2 separate regions of the Sminthopsis crassicaudata genome follow, and region 2 is linked to region 1. Evidence: chromatin contacts called from public Hi-C data. All regions are on one chromosome and are shown on one strand. The core of a region is the stretch at or near the end of the contact, and the rest is flanking DNA. Distances in the headings are between cores, read along the strand shown. Region 1 holds the start of UBE2K (ubiquitin conjugating enzyme E2 K). Region 2 holds the start of PDS5A (PDS5 cohesin associated factor A).

Region 1 (5,794 bases), core at 1,235-3,734:
TGCAGTGAAAGCAACATTATTTTAGAGTTCAATGTTTGAAGCAAAAGGATTTTTCAAAGATAATCAGATGAGAGAGCAGGAAGTAAAAGCAAAGAAAGAAAAAAGTCTAAAGAATCTGGCTAAATGCTAGATGTTCTCAGTCAGGAAAAGACTGAAGGGAAAAAAAGAATTGTTCTGCAGAATGAATAAAAAACTTCAGTATAGATAGGTAGTTAGACTGTGCATTCCTTAAAGACAGGGACTGTCTTTTGCCTTTTTGCATCCCCAGCCCATAGTAGGTACTTAAATATTTTTTGAGCACTAACAGCAGCAGCAAGATCGATGAGAATGAAGAAAATCTTTGAAATTTTTACTTCTTTAAGGAAGTATTTTCTTCTAGTATTCTTCTAGTATTTTAAAAATGAGGCTACTTGTGCCTGACTCGTACATTATTAAACTATGGCATTTAATTTGGCCTGTGTGAAAACTTTTAGTATTCTGTAATGCAGTTTTACTTAACTACTTTCAGGAACCATTCTGAAGAAGTGAGAGAGGGATTGGAGGATTTGTTAGGAGGCTTGTTAAGTCAAAATAAAATGTATCACAGAAAAAACAAGCAGACCTTTAAATGGTAACAAAAGTTACTCAAGTACCCTCTTCCCAAATCATCTGAAAATCTTTCTCAATCCCCTTCAATTGTAACAAGAATTGCAGCAGTACCAGCAGCATAGGCTGGGAAATCCGGTGAAATCTTAAATCGTTAAAGTTTGAGAGATCACTTAAAAATTCAATTCAATAAGTATTTAAATACCTTTCTACTATGGATTGCTGCGGGGTCTGGCATCCGAGGATGAGAATGGGGATTTGCCCTTTTCTCTTTGTCTGACCTTGGGTCTCCACCGCTGTGCTGTTTCTTCATCTTCAAAATAAGGGGGGTTGGACCGGACCCTGCCAGTTTTCAATCTGTGACCCCATTACTCTAGAGGGGATTTTTAGAAAAATAAAGGCAATAATCACTTCCCTCTTGAGAGGGTCTATGTATGTGTAGGGAATTCGACTGCCCTTGCCCTTGTGGCACTTTAATAATGGAGTCCCCACACAGCAAAAGATAATTCATGCTACTAAGAGATAATGTTCCTTGGGCGGACAGAAGGGCTGGCTGTCAGGTAACAGCCAGTCGCTAGTCATTTGGAGGACCGCAGTGTTTTGGAAGGGTCCGGGTGGTGCTGGTGGATGACTTGATAGAAAAACCCGAAGTTCGGGTACAGAACTCGGAGTATTCCCATTCATGTTGGGAATGTGGATTTGACCTGGGGACTGCATGGAGACGCGTCCACGCGCTGAGACCCGACGCCCATTTGGAGGCGTGCCAACCCAAGACCCTCGGATCCAAACGGGTCCTGGCAGCGACGCAGAGGATTGCGTAACAAAGTGAAAAGGCCAGCCCCCAGCCCACTTCCGCGTCCGGGCTCCGGGCCGCAGCTCGCTCCCCGGGCCTGGAGCGTACCCGGGCCGCTACCGGGCGCTCTGCGGAGCTCCCTCTCCCCCAAGGGCGGCTGGAGGGCTGACATTTGGCGTCGTCTCATTCGCGTCCCTGTCTGTTGCCGCAGTTTTTTGTAGCAGTTATGGTTACATCTTGTCCTGTTTGGGACACTGTCAAACCACATCTATAATACAGTGTATCTCTCCCGGTTCTTAGGAGATAAGCCTCCCATCCCAGCTAGGCGAGGTCGGGCTCCTCCCCCTCCCCGCCCCGCCTCTCTAATCTTTCCCTAGCCGAGTTCGAAGCTCCAGGGAATTTGCACTTGCCAAGTCCAGGTTTTTTCTAGCGGATGCCTCTACTGCCCCCAAACTTGAGTCGCACTGCGCCCTTCGCTCATGTCCCGCCCCAGATCCCTGGGTTCTTTTCCTGCTCCACAGTCCCGAATAGCGCACCCCGAGTCACAGTGTCCCGAAGAGTACCCGCAGGTTACAGGGTCCCGAATAGCGCAGGCCCCAGGCGCACCATAGGTCCCCCTCCCGGGGGCCCCGAATAGGGCATCTCCCAGGACTCAGGGTCGGGAATATCTCAGGTCGCAGCACAGCGCAGCCCCCGGGCTGCCTCGGCCTCGGGCTGCCAGCCGCTTCGGGTTTTGCGTCGGGGTTCCTCGGCCCCTCGGCAGACGGGCTGGCCGAGGCGGTTCAGGGAGCTTTGTGGCATCTCCCGCCCGCGCCTCGTCAGCGCTCTTTTGTGATGGCGGGGGTGGGGTGGAGAACGTAATTCCCTGTGAGGACTCTCCCGATTTTATCCAAAAAAATTTAAAAATGACGGCCGCGGTTTTGTGAGTGGCTGGAGCTGCTCTGCGGGGGTTCTTTTCGGGGTCCTCTGGAAAACCTCTCCGCATCTCTCCCTGGGCCCCCCAGGGTACAGGACGGGCCGGGGAGAACGGCGGGGAGGGGGCTCCGCGGGGTGCTTTCCCGCCGCAGGGTCGCGGCCTCGAGGTCCCCCGGGCAAGGCCAGCAGGCGGCGGAAGGGTTTGAGGCGGGGGCGAGGCCGGACGCTCCGAGGGAGGGGGAGGGGAAGCGGTGTAGTCGCGCGCGCCGCGGAAGCCCGGGACCAGCCCACGCACGCGGCGGCGCACAGGCCGAGGCTCGCGGCCGGCTGGCGGGCTCGCGGCTCCGAAGCTTCCTGGGGGCTGACAACGAGAGCCGCTGCGCCGCCCGGCCGGGCGCTCGCCATGCGCATGCGCGGCCCCAGCGCCATTTTGGTGGCCGGGCGCGGAGGTGAATCCACTGTGAAGAGAGAGCGGCGGCGGCGGCGGCGGCACGGCTCCCCGGCTCGGCTCTGACTCACTGAGGGAGGAGGAGGCGGCGGAGGAGGTGGCGGCGGCGGCGGCGGTCGTGGCGGCGGCGGAGGCGGAGGGTGCGAAACGGCTGCGGGAGGAGACATGGCCAACATTGCGGTGCAGCGAATCAAGCGAGAGTTCAAGGAGGTGCTGAAGAGCGAGGAGGTCAGCAGGAGCGGGGGCCGCCGCCTCCCTGGCCTGCCCGGCCCCCCGCCGCCCCCCGGGCTCCCCGCCGCGCTCCGGCCTTCCGCCGCGTCAGCCGCTGGGGGAGGGGGTGGCGGGGGGGGGGGGGGAAGTCGCTTCGAGCCCGGCCTGCAGGAAGTGGGGCCGGCGGGGAGCAGGCCGAGACAGGGTGGGGAGGCCCGGGGCCGGGGGGGGGGGGGCGGCCGCGCCGCTGGGGAGAGGGTAGGGGCGCCCCGAAGGCAGGTCGGCGCTGGGGGGGGAAGAAGGCGGAGGAGGAGAGGGAGGCCGGACGGGCACAGGACAACATGGACGCTAGTGTCCTGCCGGGGGAGGGCATACGAGAAAGGATTCCTCCCACGGCCCCCTGTGAACGGGCCCTGCGTGGCCCCGAGGGGTCGGCTTCGAGGAAGGTCCGGAACCGGGAGGTCGCCTGCCGCCGGATCTGATAGGTCGGGGACAGTGTCTCCCGAGGACTTGGGTCACGCTCCGAACTTGACTCTGTCCATTGGAGTAGGCTCGCGGCAGACTCTGGAGGGGCGAGCCCCGGCCCCCCCCCCCGTGGGGGCATTGAACGCCACTCTAGGGGGCCGCAGTAGACACCCCTTGTGATCACGCCCCCTTTCCCCCAAGTAGCTGTCCAGTCCAGGAGTGTCTCGGGGGTTCGGGGATTGCACCCTCCCTCACAGTGGTCGCAGGCTGGCCTATGACCCGAGCGTCGGGCGGGTCTTCGAGACTCCGGGACGCGGCTGCGGGGGCGGCCCCTTCGGACGCCCGGGGTGCGGGTCTGCGGCGATGCCCAAACGCACGGAGGCAGGACTGCGGGCTTTTGGAGCGCGCGGCTGCCGGCCCCTCGGGGCCGGGGGACACCCGGGCCGGGAACGGGAGCGGGGTCGGGGGCCTTCCGCGCGCTGGCGGCGGTCTGTAGGGGTCCGGGGATTCCTTTTCCCAGCAATTCTAGTGACCCAGGACGGTCCCCCCCCACGAGGAGTGAGTGGCCTCTTCTCTGGGGGTGTGCATTTAGAGTTTGCTGGAGAGCTTCCTCTGCTTTCTGGGTCCCTCCGGAGTTGTTTAGGGGGTTAGGAAGAGTAGAATAGGCAAACCCTGGAGGACTGGGCCAGGGTAGCTTTTGGCAGCTGCCCTCCATGTACATTTCCAAAGCAGCTTCCCTCCTCCTTTTCCCAAATGGTGAAAAAGGGCAGCTTTAGGGAAGGCTCCCACCATTTAATCTTGGTTGAAAATTGTTTCTGTCTTTGTACGATCCTTACAACCGATTATGCTGATTAGAGGAGGATTCCTGACTTAATTCATATTTTCCTTTCTCATGTTAACAATTATTTTGAACATCTGGTCAAGTTATTACTCTTTTTTTTTTTTTTAAATCACTTTGGGTTTTGTTGTTCTCCACCCAAAGTTTGTTTATGTATTGAGCTTGTATTTACTAAGAATATCAGCTAATATCAAAGGCATTTTGCACTTCAGCAGCTTTTGTAGTGGTAACAACACTTTTATAGTAAGGATTCTTAACTTTTTAACATAAAATAGCAGCCTAGATTTTCAGTTTTGGAGTTGGAAATCTAATTGATATAGTCTTTTCAGAGGTTCTTGTTTATTTGAAAAGCATTATTTTAAGATATTTTTCATCTCTAGCATTTGATCTCTAGACCTGTTCTCTTAATAGATTTAATTTTAAAAGTTTTAAAAATAACTCAAAATTAGTGGAATGGGTAAGGTAGCTAGGTCCTCTGTTAAGTCTTGAGTTATCCATCAAAATTTTACTATTTAGTTTTACTTTCATTGTTGATAGCAAGGCAGTCAAAACCATGGTTATTTATTTATTTTTTGTTCTTAAAGCTAATCTTCAGTGATATTGAAGTGGACTTCATAGATTGATTAGCTGGAAAAGTTGACCTTTTAAAGTGAGGCATTTTCACCCTGAAATCCAAGAGTATTTGTCAGTAGATTTTCTTCCAATGTAGAATCTAGTTTGTTTGTTTTTTTAAATTAAAGCTGTTGAAATGGGAAAAGAACTTTTGGTATTTCATAGGGTCTTTAAAGAGTCATCATATTCAGTGTTTTGAATGTGATCACTGATTTTGAAGAGATAAATGACACTTCTAATTAACTTGGAAATGTGTAGATGTAAAAAAAAATTTCATTTTGAGTTGTAATAATTCTGTATATTTTGAAACTTACAGCTTAGTAGGTACGATGTTTTGTATTTAAAGAGCACATAAACTCATGTTTTTTGAACTTCTATTTCATGCTACAAAGTAATTGTAGCTTAATTGGTTATATTAATTTTATATTTGTATCTACACACATTTGACAGATTAAATAATAGACCTGTATTGGAGGAAATGCAAATTTGTAGAATAAAATCTTTATTAACTTGAAATTAGTTTGAATTACTTTTGCCATATATCAGGTTTTCATACCTTACAATTTTTAAAATTTTAGATGTTAAATGTTAAATTTTAAAATTGATACCAACTGTTTCATTTGAAGCCATGGTTTTTGGACTTTGTTTTTGCAATCTTTATTATACTTTCTTTGGCAGATCAATGAACCTACTAAATAGTAGGAATCCAAATAAACTCACAACTGATGAACTCTCAGATATTTTCACATTTCTGTTGTCTACTTGATTAAGTAAAAATAGACCCTAGCCCAGCTATTTTAGTTTTAAAAACTTAACAGATTTTTTTTTGGGGGGGGAGGGTAATGTTTTTCTTTTTACTTTAAACCAGAAGATGAAATTTCTGCTTGAAAGAACTATGACCATACTGTTTAATAAGTATAGTGATAAA
Region 2 (5,516 bases), core at 281-2,780, 220 kb after region 1:
ACTTCTTATTCCAGAACTGAATCTTTAAAAAGCAATGTTAACCATTAACGTTTTTATCAAATAATGTACAAATCCAATTTTGCAAAATTATTTTATAGGCCAGTTTTCTTTCAAGAAATTAGAAACATTCATTTTTTAAAGCATTTCATGCAAAAAAAATTTTCAAAAACACAGGTTTCTGCACTTACAAAAACACCTTAAGTTTGAAATTTCACGTCTAACATTCATTCAACTTTTCCTGCCAATGACTGTTCTACATAAACTTTAAATTTTTTTCTATGAAAAAACTGACATTTTCCCCATTCCTGGAAGATTTTAGTCTTCTAAATTTCTCATAATGCAATGCTATAACTCTACCATTCAAAGTTTTCAAAAGATACTCAATACCTTCTTTGGGGATGGGGGAGGGGGAAGAAAGCAAATGTTTGAACAGGATGAATCTAGAACTATCTTAAAAGAAGCTTGAGTTAGCTACCAGATGCTAGGACAGTCCTGTCTATAGTTTTACAAAGAAGCTTTGAAAGGAAAGCATCAATCCCTCCTAGTCTGGGGGTGTTGGCCCAAGAGGCAGCAGCAGGTCCCCCCTATGGTGAGTTCTGGGGACACTGCCCCGGAGGCAGTAGTGGATGCCCCAGGGTGGGTTCTGGGGGGCAAAGGCGGGAGTACCTTGAGTCGTTTGACCACCTCGTCGTTGGTGATCTTGTCGGTGATCTCCTTCACTCCTGGGGGGTAAGCGATCTTGGCGTCCGAACTGCCCAGGCCCAGGCCCGAGGGCGGCTTGGGCTGCACAGGGGGGAAGTCCATGGTGGGCACAACTTTCTCCAGCGCTCCTCTACCGGCCTCTATCGGTCAGAAAACAAAAGTTCAGCGGGAAATGGACGACTTTCTAACCTCTTTTTCATTTCAAACCCCAAATCCGAGAGGGCCCAGCCGACGGGGGGAAGGGGCAGCGCGGCTGGGGCCCGGGGGCTGCAGGGGCGCCGTTCCTCTCCTCACTTCCCGGCCCGGCGCCCCGGTCGCGCGACTCTCCGGCCGGCCCATGCCGGGACTTCCCCGGCGCCGGGTCCACAATGAGGTCGGCACCGGGTGCAGCCACCGCCCGGCGCCCGGCAGCTGCGGGTGGGGGCGGGGATCCCCGGGCCCGGGCCGGTGCAGCCTCTGCCGGGGCAGCCTCTGCCACGGGACAGCCTTCGGGAGAAGGCGAGGCCGAGGCCTAGGGGGCTCGGCTTAGGCCGCGGTCCCCCGCGTCCGCTCCGGCCGCCCCCCGCCTCCGTCTCGGAACCCACCCCCCACCCGGGAGCGACCGCGTCTCCCTCCGCGCCCGGCCGTCCCCAGCCTCGCGCCCCGGGCCGCCCCGGCCTGCCCCGGGCCCTCGGCCGCCGCCTTTACCTCGTCCTCATGCGGGCGGGTGGCGCGTGGTGGCGGTCCGCAGGTGGAGCCCCGGCCCGGCTGCCGCGCCGCGGGATTGCACACAAAGCGGCCCACGGTCCCGCCGCCGCCTTCCCCGGAGCGCCGCGAGAGAAGCCGCGGGCTCGGCGGGGGAGCCAAGCCGAGCCCAGAAGCAGAGGCGCGCAGGGGCGAGCGGCGAGTGAGCGAGGGAGCGAGCGCGCGCTGCGCGGGGCCACACTGCCGCTCTCCGACGGCCCGAGGAAGAGCAGCCGCCCAGGCCGCTCGCCGAGGCCCGGCCCGGCGCCCAGCCCGCCACAGCCTCCGTCAGCCCGTCAATCTCCGCCCCCGCCCCGGGCCGCCCGCCGAGCCTAGCCGCTCGCGCTCAGCCCCGGGGCCTGCGGGTCACGCGGCGGCGGCGGCGGCGGCAGCAGCAGCAGCGCGCGCCTCCCCTCCCCCCCGCCCCGCCGGGGAGCGTCGCCCCACGCCCTGCGGACAGCGCCGCCTCCCGATTGGCGCCAAAAGCTGCACGCCCGGAGACCCGAGGAGGAGGAGGGGGAGGGGAGGAAGCGAGCGGGCCGGGCCCGGCCGAAGATCCCGGGGCGGGCGTGGCGCTCATTCCCCAGGAGCTAGGGGGCGCTTCGTCAGGGGACCCGAGAGCGCTGCGGCGGGCAGCCTCTACCCACGAGGAGCCTCCTCTGAGGCGGCCCCTCTCGCCCTCGGCTCAGCAAGGACCCCGCAGGTGAGCGGGGGGCGCACGGGCCACAGAGGGAGGAGAAAATTCTCCGACTCCGCAGCCAGGGGGTGAAGAGAACGTGCCGAGAGCGGCTCAGGGACTGAATTAGGGGCGCGAGCCGCCCGGTTCCGCCAACTAAGAACTGAGAAGGCGAAGGGGACCCCCTGTTCTCCCTGGCTGCTGCCCTCAGTCTCGGCGCCCATCGATTGTTCCCCATCCTTTTCTTTGGTCTTGGAGGGAGAGGCGCTCGGGCATCCGCACGCTTATCATTGAGAGCACAAAGCCGGGATCGGACGCGCTCGGCCCTCACGCTCTTCACTCCGGATCCGTGCAGGAGCCCGGGCTCCGGGCTTTGTTCCGGGCCCCGGACGGCTCCTCCGGAGCCGCTCTCCGGGACTCGGTGCGTGAGCCACTCACTCCGGAACACTGTTTCCCAGCCCCTGCATCTCTTGTGTTATGTTGTAACTAATTAAGGGATACTGTTCTTTCTGTGCCAGTCTTAAGTGCGATGGTTTGTATCCTTTCTTCCGTGAGCTTCCCGGGTTACTTATCTGCACATACACGGGAACGTTAAGCTTTATCGTCCAGAACAGTAATGAATCGGTATGGTTATTAATAATTATGCATAATATAATCAATAACCCTAATAGCATTAATGTGATAGCTCCATTGTAGACGTAGAGAAGAATCTTTCACATCGCCAAGCACTTAAAAAGCTGGTTATCATAAATGACAGTGGGCAGGAATGTCTTAACCCTCTGGTTTTTAACCTTATCTTCTGGTATAAAGCTCTTAAACTGTCTCCCAACCGAATGTGGGGTTCATAAAATTATCATCTATCATCAGTAAATGTTCTATTTGCATGCCTGTTTCAAGTGCCTGCGTCCCCGGTTCTTAGGCAAACAAAAGTGGGAAAAGACTAGGAAGCTCTGTTCCTAGTAGAGTCAATGAGAAAAGATGCAACCATTTAAAACAAGGTTTATAACGAATAATTTAATGAAATCAGACAATTTTTTAAAATGCAAAAGGGTTGCTTATTGAAATGAATATGTTTGAGTCTTGTTTCTGATATGATCCTTCTTCATTCCTAACGTTTACTTACCTTAAACCAGATTAGTTACATTTGTAATTATGAGGGAGAAAAAGGAAAGTGTGACAATGCAAAATACTCAAATAATAATGCCAAAAAAAAAAAAATACTCAGTGATTAGTGGAATTGGGTTCTTATCTAATCCCTGATTTCTCCTTCTGACTTTGGATAAGTTTTTTAAGTGTTTGGTTTCCTTATAAGTGAAATAAGAGAATTCCGACAGCTGACCTCTGAGATCCCTTACAGCTCTATATCCTAGCCTGTGAAAATGAGAATTGACTCCTCTCTGTAACATTTTTAGAAATTTATTTTCCTGTTGTACTGTAGTTATTGTGAAACTCAATAAAGTTTTAATATCTTCCAATCACGTTTCCAAGTGTTCCTGGAATCTCAGATTTGCTCTTTGGATAAGACATTTCAGTGCAGTACAATATTATTAAGAGGTTCTCCAATGACTATCAAATAACAGGAAAAATGAAGTCAATCACTATGGTCTGCTCTGACTTGAATGACTTTTTAGTTTCATATAGTAACTTAAAGTTTTTCTTTGCATTCTAAAATATTAATCTGCACAGTTAAGTGAACAAGTGATTATTAAACATCTACTACGTGGAAGATATTATGCTCAACACTGAGGGAGGTAAGAAAGGCTGCTAAGATCTAAAACAAAATCTGAGAAATAAAACAGTCCCCGTACTCACAGAGCTCATTATGGGGTAAGCGACATACAAAAAAATCTATGCACATACAAGACAGGATAAATTGGAGAAAATCAAAGAGGGAAAGAGTTATAAGCTTAAAGAGGCCCCAGGAAAGACTTCTCTTAGAGGATAGAATTTTAGTTATCACAAGAAGGAAACCACAAGGTGGAAGTAAGGAATAAGAGCATTCCAGGAATGGGGTAGGAAAGAACCAGTGAAAATGGTTGGATTTATAAGTTGGAGTATCTTATTTAAAGAAAAACAAATTCAGTGCAACTCTGTCAAAGAGTACACCATGGAGAAGAGGCTAGTGTGAGATAGTGCCTGAAAAAGCAGGGGGCAAGTTATGAAGGGTTTTGAACACCAGACAATTTTATATTTGTTCCTCATGGTGATCACTGGAGTTTGATGAATATCCTCAGATTTGCATGCTTACTATTTGCTCTCTCATTTAACCTACAAGGAAACCAAAGTGTTTATACAAAACCTTTTTAATTTAATATTGTCAAAATTATCCATTTTTGCATTTCATAATGTTCTCTAGTTTTTCTTTGGCTATAAATTCCTTCCCTTTCCCTTTCTGAGAAGTAATCTTATTCTCCTAATTTGCTTATAGTGTGTCTAAATCATGAACTCATTTTGGCCTTAACTTGGTATAGAGTTTTGGGTATTGGTCAATGTCTAGTTTCTGCCATTCAGATAGACGCCCAGATATTTTATATTATTTATAATTCTTTTAAATGGAATTTCTCTTTGCTTCTAATGGTTTTTAGTTGATTCTTTAGGATTCTCTAAGTATACCATCTTATCATCTGCAAAGAGTGAAAATTTTGTTTCCTCATTACCTACTCTAATTCCTTCAGTTTCTTTTTCTTCTCTTATTCTTAAAGCTAACATTTTAAATACAATCTTGAATAGTAATGGTGATAGTGAGCAACCTTATTTCACTCCTGATCTTATTGGGAATGCTTCTAGTTTATCCTGGTTACATAAGATGCTTGCTGATGGAAACCTGTAAGAATTAAATGAGAGACTTGTAAATCACAAAGTAGATGCCATAAAAATGCGTATTCCCTTCCCTTTCTCTCCCTTCACCTTCTCCATTTTGATAGCCGAATGGATGATAACCTGGAGTTGGGGAAGATTTGTGACAGACCAATCAGAAGACTATTAAAATAGTACAGAATAGTACAGGGCTTGTACCCATGGGACTCTTTAAAGAAAGGGTTAAGTGACTGCTCAGAGCCATACAGTTAGTATGATCAAGTATCTGATTTCAGATTGAACTCTAGTCCTTAACTACTGAGCCACCTCATTGCTCTTGTACATTTCCTTTATTGAGATAATTTTTGAACAGAATTAAAGTCCCAAACCCAAGATCTAAGCCCACAGCTGTCTCAATAAATTTTACGACTTCCTTTCCATCTACACAGGAAAAATGGAGTGAAAAAAGAATTCATACTGTCCAAATTATGACATACAATTAGACAATCCATTTAGTCACTGTATATATATTTATAATGCACATATATATGTGTGTATAAATTTTTTCAAAAGAACTGCCCCTGAACAAATGAGCTGTCCCCACACTTACATAGCAGGA

Evidence for each region. A called contact is a pair of places that touch in the nucleus more often than the background predicts.
Region 2: a Hi-C map of fibroblasts shows a contact between it and region 1, with 4 times the contacts expected there. The contact joins the promoter of PDS5A here to the promoter of UBE2K in region 1. A contact is called at or near these places in 2 of 2 Hi-C or Micro-C datasets (fibroblasts and hippocampus).

The regions. Positions count from the first base shown.
Region 1 is chr6:29,914,238-29,920,031 of ASM4859323v1, forward strand. It overlaps UBE2K (ubiquitin conjugating enzyme E2 K), which reads left to right and starts at 2,485. Exons shown (of 7, transcript XM_074274577.1): 1 at 2,485-2,969. The coding sequence starts at 2,907.
Region 2 is chr6:30,131,680-30,137,195 of ASM4859323v1, forward strand. PDS5A (PDS5 cohesin associated factor A) reads right to left here and starts at 1,531. Exons shown (of 33, transcript XM_074274573.1): 1 at 1,390-1,531; 2 at 667-842. The coding sequence starts at 804.